Linked DNA regions of Sus scrofa: region 2 is linked to region 1. A link is a contact called in public HiChIP or PLAC-seq data. All regions are on one chromosome and are shown on one strand. The core of a region is the stretch at or near the end of the contact, and the rest is flanking DNA. Distances in the headings are between cores, read along the strand shown.

The links. HiChIP or PLAC-seq counts read pairs in DNA pulled down with a chosen protein or histone mark.
Region 2: an H3K27ac HiChIP or PLAC-seq map of skeletal muscle shows a contact between it and region 1, with 7 times the contacts expected there. The contact joins two enhancer-like sites. A contact is called at or near these places in 1 of 47 Hi-C or Micro-C datasets (skeletal muscle) and 1 of 2 datasets of contacts at active chromatin or transcription factors (skeletal muscle).

The regions. Positions count from the first base shown.
Region 1 is chr14:133,924,651-133,929,922 of Sscrofa11.1, forward strand. All of the region lies in intron 6 of LHPP (phospholysine phosphohistidine inorganic pyrophosphate phosphatase), which reads left to right. Among named protein-coding and RNA genes, the nearest start is that of TRNAE-UUC, 32 kb to the left of the region's middle. Within about 2 kb of position 2,376, at least 9 of the 83 cell types and tissues checked have an H3K27ac peak or open chromatin away from gene starts, as enhancers often do. A contact at or near this core is called in skeletal muscle, where this site is marked.
Region 2 is chr14:134,509,024-134,514,930 of Sscrofa11.1, forward strand. No RefSeq gene overlaps it. Among named protein-coding and RNA genes, the nearest start is that of CTBP2, 23 kb to the left of the region's middle. Within about 2 kb of position 1,843, at least 4 of the 83 cell types and tissues checked have an H3K27ac peak or open chromatin away from gene starts, as enhancers often do. A contact at or near this core is called in skeletal muscle, where this site is marked.

The sequences.
Region 1 (5,272 bases), core at 1,126-3,625:
GGTCTGGGGACCTGGAGGGCAGGGGGGCGTTCCCCGGAGCTTTCATTGTTGCTACTGTTTATCAACACCCCAGAGAAGACCAAGCACTTTTGCTCCGTGGATGGCATCTCTGACTCCTGGCCCCCGATCCCTCTCCTTGCAGACACGGCTGGATGCAGTTCCTAGCTCTAACCACCGTGCTGTGCCCTATTTGGTTTTCTTTGTGCTGCGGTTCCTCTGTGCTGTGGGCAGGCCCAGGCTGAGCTCCCAGCCCCAGCGCGGTCTTCAGGGTGGGGGGGCAGCCGGGAGCAAGGCCACACCCCCATCTTCTCCCAGATCCCCAGGCTGGACGCTAGTGCCCTGTGGCCAGACCCGCCTGAGCCTAGAGTCGGGGGACGGCTCTCTGCCTTCCCTGTGCTGAGACAGGGCAGCAGAGAGTCAGGGAGAGCATCCTGTCCGGGTGGCCAGAGTCCCAGGGACAGGGGAGGGGAACAGTGGCGGGGGGGAGAGCCCAGCCTCCGGGAGCTGGTGTCAGGTCCTGTCGCTCCGCCCCTTGCCAGCCGTGTAACCTTGGACGTGATGCTCACCTCTAAACCTCCTGTGTCTGGCGGGGGCGCGCGGGGTGGGGGGCAGGGAATGGCAGCTGTGTGGATGCTCAGGGGAGGGTTAGGCTTGGCCCCCCCCAGGGGGATGGCCTGGGGACAGCACCCCAGGCCCTGCTTGACCAGCTGATGGGATACCCCCCACCCTGTTGTTCTGGACTCCCCGAGCCTCCCCACTGGCCTCGCTGCCTCTGGGGCGCTCTGCTCACCACGGGTGCCCCCACTGTCCCACTGCCAGCAGCAGGAGGCCCAAGTCCACCTCCTCTTTGTCTCGCCTCCCCCCCAGGTATTTCTTGAGCACCTAGTATGTGCCAGGCACTGTCTGGGGATGAGGGACAGTGATGGGTCCCTGCCCTCCAGGACGGGTCTTTCCAGTGGAGAGAGGGCAGCAGGAGACAAGCGGACCAACCCACGAGCAGATCCTTCCAGAGTGAGCCTCAGGCCCTTTCCAGCACCAGCTGGCCCGGCAGCCCATTCCCACCGGCTCACCTGTCTCTGTGCACCTGGTCCCCGAGCGGGTGGCCCTTCATGCCCCCTGTCTCACTCACTTCCTTCCGCGGCCCTGGCTCAGCCTCCCCGCCCGTGTCCCTCCCATCACAGCTTCTCCTCGGGGCCTGGCTGCCCTCTTGGAAGGAAAAGACTGTCCCTCATGGGGTCCCCATCAGGCTCAGGCTATCTGCCCGCCAGACCCAGTGGTCTCTGGGGCAGCAAGCTGACTGCCTCAGGCACAGGTGGGGGTGGGGTCGAGGCCAGGCCCTGCTGCCTCCTCTGCCCCTCACCTGTGGGTCAGGGTCTCAGCCCTTCAGTGTCTGGTCCTCGTTTAGCCCGTTCATTCCCAGTGGGGCTGATGTCGCCCCCAAGGAGGCCAGACTCTTGGGGGTGATAAGCCCTAGAAGGTACGGGGTTTGTGGCCTTCCGAAGGGCAGGGTGCACAGGACGGGCTGGTGGGCATGTGCCTGCCCTCGGTGTGGTCCCTGCGTTCCTTTGGGTCACCTCTTCCACCCCAGCCCGCCCCAGGACCGCATGTTCCGCTGCGGAACTCAGGCGTGGCTGGTCTGGAGCAGGTGGAGCTCCTGGCCATAGGGATGGGTGTGTGATCTGAGCCGGGTCAGTGAGCTGGCCTGGGATTTTCCAGAGCCCCTAGGAAAATGGCCAGTGAACTTTAAGCTGAGAAGTACCAGTGGCCCTCTCTGTCATCCCAGGGGGAAAGCCTGTCTGAGGGCGAAGCGGGCCAGCAGGAAAGCAGAGCCTAGAGACGGAGAGAAAGACAGACTTCCAGTTATGTGGTTTGAGCACCTGGATATAGCTCTACCTGCAGCTGGTCCCAGCCTCCGGCCTTTTTAGTCAAGTGGGCTAGTAAATTAATGTTTTCGTGAGCAGTGCCGCAGGAGCACTGCGTTATCTCAGAGTTGGTCCAAAGAATCTCTGAGGGTCTCCTCAGCTGGTCGGCCTTGTGGGCTTCTTTCTGGTGCACGCCTGCTGGGAGGCGGGGTGGCTGCCCCAGTGTCCTGCTTCCTTTACATGCGTGGGTGACATGAGGTGCAAGCCCCGGCCCCCGTGCCGCCCTTTCCTGAGGGGCAGCTGGAGACCTCGGCAAGGGCCTTCAGCTCACACCCCTCTGGCTGTCTCTGTTCTCTGGAAAGTGCTGGAAGGAACCTCATTTAACCTCAGAGGAAGCTGCCTACGAAGGTGTGTCAGAGCCGTCCCAGAATAGAACGGGCTGCCTAGAGAGGGGCGAGTCCTCGTCACTAGAGTTGACCTGGGCAGGCTGGCAGCAGAGGCTGCAGGCGGCAGAGCAGCCGCCAGAAGCCGGGGCTAAATAAAGCCTCAGCCCCGTCCTGGGTCTGCTGACATTTAACGGGCACCTGTGGACGCCAGGTCGTTTCTGTACCTCTGGTCCCCGGGACAGCCCTGTTGCCAGTGTTGCCGCCTTCTATCTGCAGATGTGGAAACTGGCCCAGGCCGGGCAGGAGCCTGGTGCTCAGCTATTCCTGCTGGGCCTGTCATTCAAGCCTGGCTTCCCAGTCTCTGACCTCCTCCTCTGGGTCATGGGCTGTTGGCCTCAGCGCTGGAGCCCAGTCGGTACGGCCTCAGGTCCAGATGCGGGTGTACAGGTAGGTGAGCAGCAGAGGAAGTATCCACTTGTTACAGAGGCGTCGGTTATATCTTTGCCCCTCGAGGACCGTGTAACACTCTTATCAGAACAAGCGTTATTTTTTTAAGTACGTTTGCACCCTCCATAGGTTCGTGAACTTGCAGAATTCTTAAAAAGAAAGGCCTCCTGAAAGGGCAACATTAATAGTTTAAAAACAAACCAGCCTACGTGCCCGACACCCCTGAGCCTGCACACGGTGCTAATCTTGGGGCCCAGCCCGGCTCCCGGTTCACACCCAGGTCGGTGGGTCACTGGACACAGGCCTCCTCGTAATGCAATTTCCACTCTGGGCGCTCCAGCTCCTCTGCCTCCCCGAACTGGGCAGGGGTGCAGCTGCGGGCATCATGCCGCCTCTGGGGTGGTTCATGCAGAAAGGACCAGGGTATGGGCTCTGGTTCTAGTGACTGAAATCAGTGCCCCTCTGGGCCCCACACAGCAGTCTCTGACCTCCTCACAACCCAGGTCCCGCACCCTGGTGCGCGCGCACACACACACACACACCACACACACACACACACACCCACCCCTGAGCGGGGGTCCCAGCTGCCCAGCACAGAATGGGCGCCCAGGGCTCTTGTGTCTGGCCCCGCAGATGGCAGACCCCAGGCTGGGGTGATGGGTAAGGGTGTGTCTGGGCAGAGGGGCCTGAGTTCAGCCTTCCCTGGACAGAGGGGGTCAGAAGGCGGACTCAGGGCTCCCTTTGCCCAAGGCCCAGGCCAGCCCCGCTGTGTCCTGTGAGGCCAGTCCAAGCCCCTTGTCATCCTGGAGGCTGCCTCTGACTCTGGCAGAGGAGGGGCCTGGTGAAGACCAGAGCGGGGTGGGCAGGGGTTCGGCCTCTGGGGCCAGCTGTGCCCTGAGGAGGGTCCCAGGGGAGCCCGCACTGGGCTTTGTTTCCTCCTCCAGACCCACCCCTCCGAGTCCCTCATCGTCCCATCTCCTGTCCATCATCTCTGCCTCCTCCCAGATCCTCCAGGGCCTGTTGCTCATCTTTCCTCCTTCCTCTCGCCGCTTTTAGATAGGCCGCTAGAGGGCGCCTGGCCGCCAGGCACCAGGTGCAGTGGGCGCACACCGGCTGCCCTGTTGCTCACGCAGCACACTCCTGCATGCTCACAGCCAGCCCCTCCCCTCCCTGCACACGTGGACCAGCTCACACATCCCCACACCCCCACGCCCGCGCCCACGCACCACACACCCTCCCCTCCTCTCTGCCCTGAGGTTTCTGCCCCTGAGAACCAGGCTTCCCTGGCCTCCCCTCCCCCGCCCGCAGCCCAGGACCTTATCCCTCCTCTGCCAGCCCTGGTGGGTGCAGATGATGGGGTGCTGGGCCCCGGGTTTCCTGCAGCTGCAGCAAATCCTTCCTGCCAGTGGGATCCCGGGCCTTCAGGCAGGTGGAGCTGGACCCCATCAGCCTTTTTCCTTTTCCATCCGGCTCCTGTGCAGGAGAGGGGTGCGCCCAGGAGACCAAGTCTCCACTGAGCAGGCTGCCCTCCAGCCCCTCCAGCTCCCCTCCCGTCCCTGTCCCCACACCCTTTCCTCGGGTGGTGTGAATCCTGCTGTCTTGGGGGGGGTTCCCCCATGTTGGAATTCCCATGAGCTTCCCACCTGGAAGGGCCTTAGGGGACCCCCAGCTCTATGTGGGGAGCTGGCAGTGGGGGCGCCTCAAGGTCAATGGGATCCTGTGTCAGGCTGGGGTCCGTGTGGGCTCCCACTCCAGGGCCGCTTCTGTTCCTCCCCAAACGCAGCTCACCTCCGGGAGAATTACCTAGCATTTCATAGAGGTCTCATAGCCTGCTGATTTCCAAACTGTTTTTGAGATTTTCAGAAAAGATTCCTCGTGTCCTCCTCCCAGAGCCAGATCCTATCCAGCCTCACCAGTTATTCCCTTAACTCCTCTACTGGGATTCAGTCTGGGGGCCAGTAGTTCCAAGGTCCTATCTCTAGACGCTGATCTAGGGCACTTCCGAGGTCTCGCCTTGACTGTGACATTGAGGTTTTGAAGACTAATCCTGTAGGACGGTCGTTTTTGTCTGATGCTTCCTCCTGATGTGCATTTGGGGCCAGAACGTCTGAGGAAGGATGCTGCATGCGCGCGTCTCAGTGCACCTTCTCAGAGGGGTCCCGTGTCCATTCGCCCCAGTATTGGGGTGATGTAACATTGTTTAATTGAGGTGGTGGCTGCCATAGACTTAAGTTATGGGTTTTTTCCTCTTTGTGGTTAGTGACTGGGTGTGGGGAGATACTCTTGAGACCGTAAGTCCTGTCCTTCACCCTCCTTTCACCCACTGGTTTTAACATCTGTGGCTGCTCCTTGAGTTGATAATTCCAGAGCGTTGCGAGTAATTCCATCGTTCCTTCTTACATTTGTTATCGGTGTTCTGCTGTACGGAAGAGCGTTCCCCCCCCCACTTATTTGTGTATATCGGGGTGGACTTATGGATTCCTATTCAATCCATAATTGTTGATGCTCAAATGGTCCCCCGTGTGGCCAGTGGCAGCCTCTTCAAGCTGGCTCCGTGTCCTTGGGACACCTCCCCAC
Region 2 (5,907 bases), core at 593-3,092, 580 kb after region 1:
GCTACAGCGACAGCGCCAGATCCTTAACCTGCTGCACTAAAAGAGAACTCCTTTCTAATAATTTAATAGAGGATTATATAATTTTTCAGAACTGCACAGTGAGATGCTGTACGAAGATATACTTCATGAAACTGAGTTTAGACATTTTTAAGGCTTGGACTCCTATTACCAAAACACTTTCCAAATGGCTTATACCAATAATACCCACTCCCGCTGTCAGTGTGTGACAATCCGTCTCATGACCAAGGAAAACCATTTGCAATGTCCTACTTTTTTTCACTGAGACGTTTCTAGCCAGGAGAAGTGCCAAGAATTTTGATGGATCTGTTTGGTGGTTTGGGGGCTGCTTTCTGAAAAAGAATCTCCGTGGCTTTTTTTTTTTTTTCTTCTTTTTTGGCTTTTTAGGGCTGTACCCACAGCCTATGGACGTTCCCAGGGTAGGGGTCGAATCAGAGCTGCAGCTGCCGGCCTACACCACAGCCACAGCAACGCTGTGGATCTGAGGCATGTCTGCGACCTGCACCACAGCTCAAGGAAACGCCGGATCCTTAATCCACTGAGCAAGGCCAGGGATCGAACCCACGTCCTCATGGACACGCACCAGGTTGGTTGACAGCTGAGCCACAACGGGGACTCCACCTGTGGTTTACCTACCATGGAAGCTGCTGATTTTTGAAGAGTAGGCTTGAGAGGGTGTTGGCGAAGGGAGCCCAGAGGACCTGGCTTTCCGTAAGTATAATTATATATTTGTAAAACCTCTGGTCGCATCTCTGAATTCAGATGGGAAGTCTATTTACTGTAATGTGAAATATCTTGGGGGAACACTGCATACAGATATCAGCAATTAACTCAATCTGAGAATGGCAATGTTTGCTGTTAACGGAGTACCACTCCAACACTCTAATTACGAATTCTGCCCAAAAGGCCAGTATCACAGGAAGCAGGAAGCCTCCTAATGAGGCAGGACTTTCAACATGGACTAAAAACTGAGATGCTGAGGGTCAGACAGGGAGACATGTGGATTGGATCTGAGCTGTGTCACCCAGGCTAAGGGCAGCCGTATACACATGGCGTCTGCCTGCAATAGGGACTCATCCTTTGTTCTGCCCACGAGAACAATGGGCCATCGGGACTCGCCAGCTCACACCTCCTCAGCAGCCCTTCACTGGGCTGGCGGGGCCTCTGACAACCTGCTGTCACTGGCACTTGGGGCCCGGGGTGACTTACCCTCCCAAGGGCAACCTCTACCCCCAGTCCACTGAGCTGTCTTGGAAGGGGAGCTTGGGGTGCAGTGGGAGGGGTGTGGGGTGTTTGGGAGCTTTGGAGGGGTCTTCCCATCCTACAGTTTCACTTGAAGCTCTGGAAGGCTGGGTTTGATGAATGAACTTTTCTGACCCAACTCCCTTTCCAGGGTGTGTGCCCAGAAGAAAACACTGTTTTGCAGACAGAGCAGGGTGTGCCCTGGGTTGGTTGGGAACCCTCCCAGTTAAGGTCTTGGTGGCATCAGGGGGAGCTATAAGCATCGGCGAAGCATGGTTTTCTCTTGTACCTGGACCACAGACTTCCTGTGGCCTTTCCTTTTTCTGCTCTGTTTTGTTATCAGCTGGCAGCAACTGATAAAAGTTTTACAGACCAGAAGCCAGTGGCCTGGACGCCACACTGGCAAAGAGAGGGAGGGCTGGCAAAACCAGCTGACTCTTGCTTTGATTCATGAGCCCAGGCCCACCGTCCTCACACACACACACACACACACACACACACACACACACACACACACCCCTGTGTCTCTCCTTGCCAAGTCTCTACTCATCTTACAGCACCTGTTTCAGAGCACGCCTCCCCTGGGAGGCTTGCCTGCCCCCTCAGACAGAGGTCAGAACTCCCTGCCTGGGGCCTTCTGGCTCCCCCCACCACTGCTCCCATTGCTTTGGGATTCACCCCTCAAGCCTGGGAGCTTCTGGGGAAAGATTTGTTCTTACCCACCTCTGCATCTGGAGCATTCTGTCCAGGGCCCGCCAACTCAAATGTGTGTCCTATGTGCATAGTGAACAGCAGAATTTCACAGAGTATCAGGCTTGTCTAAGCCCTGATCTCATTTTGCACTTGAACCCATACCCAGGGTTCATGAAGCCTTCCCAGGGCTCTGAAACTGCAAACAAGAAACGTGGCAGCTGATTCCCTCCTGGCTAGTTTCCAGAGGCTTCTAGATGTTCGGCAGCCCTTGGGACCCCACACTGGCACCAGAAGACCACGACGCAGCATACTGAGGGGTTGTCAAGGAGGAAATCTAATAAAGTAATGCAAATCTCTTTAACCAGAGACCCGGGGCACAAAATTGTTGTGCCCTCAACAGGGCTTCACATTCCAGAAATAATATGAAAATTACTAGGATAAAGCATTCGACTTTGTAAAACTTCTCATCAGCCGTTTTTTGTTGGCAGGGCAGCCGCAGGCAGCGAGGGGACAGCCACCCCTTGGCAGCTCTTCCACCTCTGCCATCGGAAGTGTCTGAGCCTCGGCAAGCACTGGTTGGCCCTCCCTCCCACGGAGCCAGTGCCTGGAGGAGAAGACCCAGGAGAGGCAGCGCCCGAACCTAAGGCTCCGAGATTCCCCTGGAGGGACAAAGGGCTGTGGGCCATGGCATCTGAGGGGGACTGAGAAGGGTGGACAGGGTTTCAGGGTGGGCTGATTGGGGACCAGAGAGGAATGGAGCGCAAAGAGGCTGTCAAGTGCCTGCCAATCCCTAGCCATCAAAGTTGGTCCAAATTCCTCCATCTGCCTTCCCGTCCTCCTTTGGAGTCTTCGGTGGCTCCCAGTTCAGCTCAGTACAAATTCCCATCGCACATTCAAGGCCTCCGCCGCGCTGCTTCTCCTGGCATCATCTGACATCTCTTCCTTCCTCCAGCCCGTGCACCTGCCTTCTGTCGGGACCCTCCCCTCCTCCATGGACACTTTCAGGGGTTCTTCCTGCTTCATCTCCCCGCCCCCTGCTGCAATGATGAGTCCATCGCAGTTGCCAAGGCAGCCCCTCCCGCACCAGCAGAGCGGGAGCTCAGGGAAGGTCGGGTTGCCTTGAGAAATCTCTCCTGGCGGGGGCGGGGTTGGGCGGCAAGCCCTCCCCAGGGGCGAGGACGCCGCCTTCCCCTTTGCTGGAGGAGCCATGAGAGCATCCGCTGGACCCAAGCTGGAGGAATGAACTTGTGGTTCCCCTGCTACTCGCTGGCACAACTCCTGGCAACGAGCCCTGCCCCCGAGCCTCCCACAGGTGTGTTCTAAGGGGGATTCCAGGGGGACTCTGACGCAGGCACAAGGACTCAAACTCCGTCCTCGTTGATCACTCATGCCCCAGACGCATCTGGAACATGTGCCCTGTGACAGGGCTGCAAAAAGGACTGCCACCAGCCCTGTCCTCCAGGGCCTCTGGCCCAGGGAGGAGTCGGAGCTGGGAACAGGCAGACAGCATCTGAGAGCTGTGCTGGCCCAGACGGGAGAGGGCTTGACTCGGGGCGGGGATGGGGGGGTTACAAGGGCAAAGCAGCCAGGGTGGCGCTGAAGCCAAATCTAGGACAATGGCTAAACTGAGGACATGTGGCAATGTGTGTGCAGAGTGTGTATGTGCATGTATGTGCACCTTTCTCTGTGGCTGTGCGTGTGTATGGATATGTATATGGGTGTACAGGTGCGTTGTGCATACATGTGTGAGTGCATGTATGTGCATGAGCAGAGGGTGTTGTGTTTATGTAGGCCTATGTATATATACGTGTGCATGTGTGTGCACGTGTGTATGTGGTTTGCGTGTGTGTGTGTACAGACACGTGTCTATATCTGGGTGTATATGTGTACATGGATGTAGGCACATGTGTGTATGTGTGTACAGGCACATCCGCATGCACGCATGTATACGTTTTGTACACGTATGTGTGTGTAAACTGATGGGCACACCAGGCAGACCGGATGGCATCCGCTGACGGGCGGACAGTATCAGGAAGAGTGTGCGGCTTGAGAGCAGATGGAGGGCCGCGTTTGAGTTCTTTTGTTCCCTGGGTGCCACCTGAAGGGCCACGATTGAATCTCCGGTCCCTGAGGGTCACCGAAGTTCTGGGTAAGGGAGCAACATGGCCAGAGCAGGTCTGTCCCCCAGCACCAACCCCCCACCTGGGGGCTGCTCCCTGGAGGCTGACCAAGGCCACGGGGCAAGCCCCAGAGACAGATCGTCTCCAATCTGGGAGGCCTTTGAGAAGCTGGAAAGAGGCGAAGAAGACAGACTGGGGCCTCAACTCTTGGCTCATCCTTCCTGCTCCTCCAGTCCTGTGTCCTGGCTCTAAAGAATCAACTACCTGAGTCATGAGCCAGTGCCCTGCTCTGCCAAGTGGCTGCCTGGGCGTCCCTCGCCGAGCAGTGCAGCCTCTGAGCCCAGGTGACCCTCACGCCCAGGGAGAGGGTGGCCACCCACAGAGACCCTGGCACATCTGGATGGCGCTGGGGAACCCGCCACAGGCCTCTTTAAAAGAAAATCAGGGCCTGGATTTGGAACAAACTCTTTTTGTGGGAACACATTTTATGTTCCCGATTATTTGTGGGTTCAATTTTGCACACAACTAATTGTACTTACAAATGTCTCCTTGAGGGCACAATTAGTTACTGGCAACTCGTTCTAAAGGTGCCAGAGGCTAGTTGTACCCCCAAGTGAGAAGTTTCAGGTGTAATTAATCATTCTTTAATTATTAAATTTTTATTCATTGGTTGGATGCACAAAGTTGTGCTCAGATGAACTTGCTGGCACAAGGATGGCTGGCACGAAGGGGTCTGTGCCACCCTCCGGGCAAACCTCTGCCAAGGAGATGTTTGGAAAAGAGAGACAGGGCTCCTTAAGAGTCAGTCAAGAGCCTACTGGGTTGGGTGGCCCGTGGGAGGGTCGGTCCAGAAAGCCCATGGCCTTGAGTCCCCTTGGCCAGGCAAAGGGAAGGGCTGGGGTCTGAGGCTGTCCATCCTGGCCCTGCAGCCACGTGACCAGGCAGATCTGAGCCTCCCCTGCAGAGCAGACTGGCAACGCTGCCCAACGTGCCTCCCTGAGCAGAGGGAGCAGCTCCGTCACTCGTGAGCCTTCAGCAGCAGGCAGTGTCCTTGAGAGGCAGCAGGACTGTGAGGTAAGGACAGAAAGGTCCTCGGGAGCCTGGCTCACCAGTTCTGAACCTGGATCTAAACATCAGCCTGGTAACCTTGGACGGGCCAGGTCAGATCCCTGAGCCTCGCTTTCCTCATCTGTGAAATGGGAATTCGTAATAACGACCTACTTCTCGGGCTTGGGAGGATTGAGAGAGTAACATACGTAAAGCATTTAGAACAGTCCCTCCATCATCAAATGATATTTATTGACCATCATTCCTATTATTGCTTTTGTCCCCCCCCCCAGGCCATAATCCTGCTTCCAAAGGAAAAAACCACTGCTCAAATGGTCTCCCACGAACTTTGTTTAAAAGGCTATTTATGCCACTTCCTGACTCAGGGAGAAAATCCATCTCTTTGCAGCCAGGACAGGAGGAGCCTCATTAAAACATTCAAAGTGGTTATTTATGTCTGTGTGATCAGAGTATGGGTGGTCATTTTCTTCTTTGTCTTTTTTCGCAGTTTTTAGTTTTCCTTGGTTTTTCCTTGCAAAATGTGCTGTGTTGTAGGTCACAGACGTGGCTCCGATCCTGTGTTGCTATGTAGGCCGGCAGCTACAGCTGCGATTTCACCCCTAGCCTGGGAACCTCCATGTGCCACCAGTGCAGCCCTAAAAAGACCAAAAAAAAAAAAAAAGTGCAATGCTAAAACAAAGACAAGACAAACGAGTGTGCTTCTGAGTACTGATGTGAGAACCGGTCTGCCTGTCCAGAGCTTAGATGTCCTTCAGGCTGTGGTCAT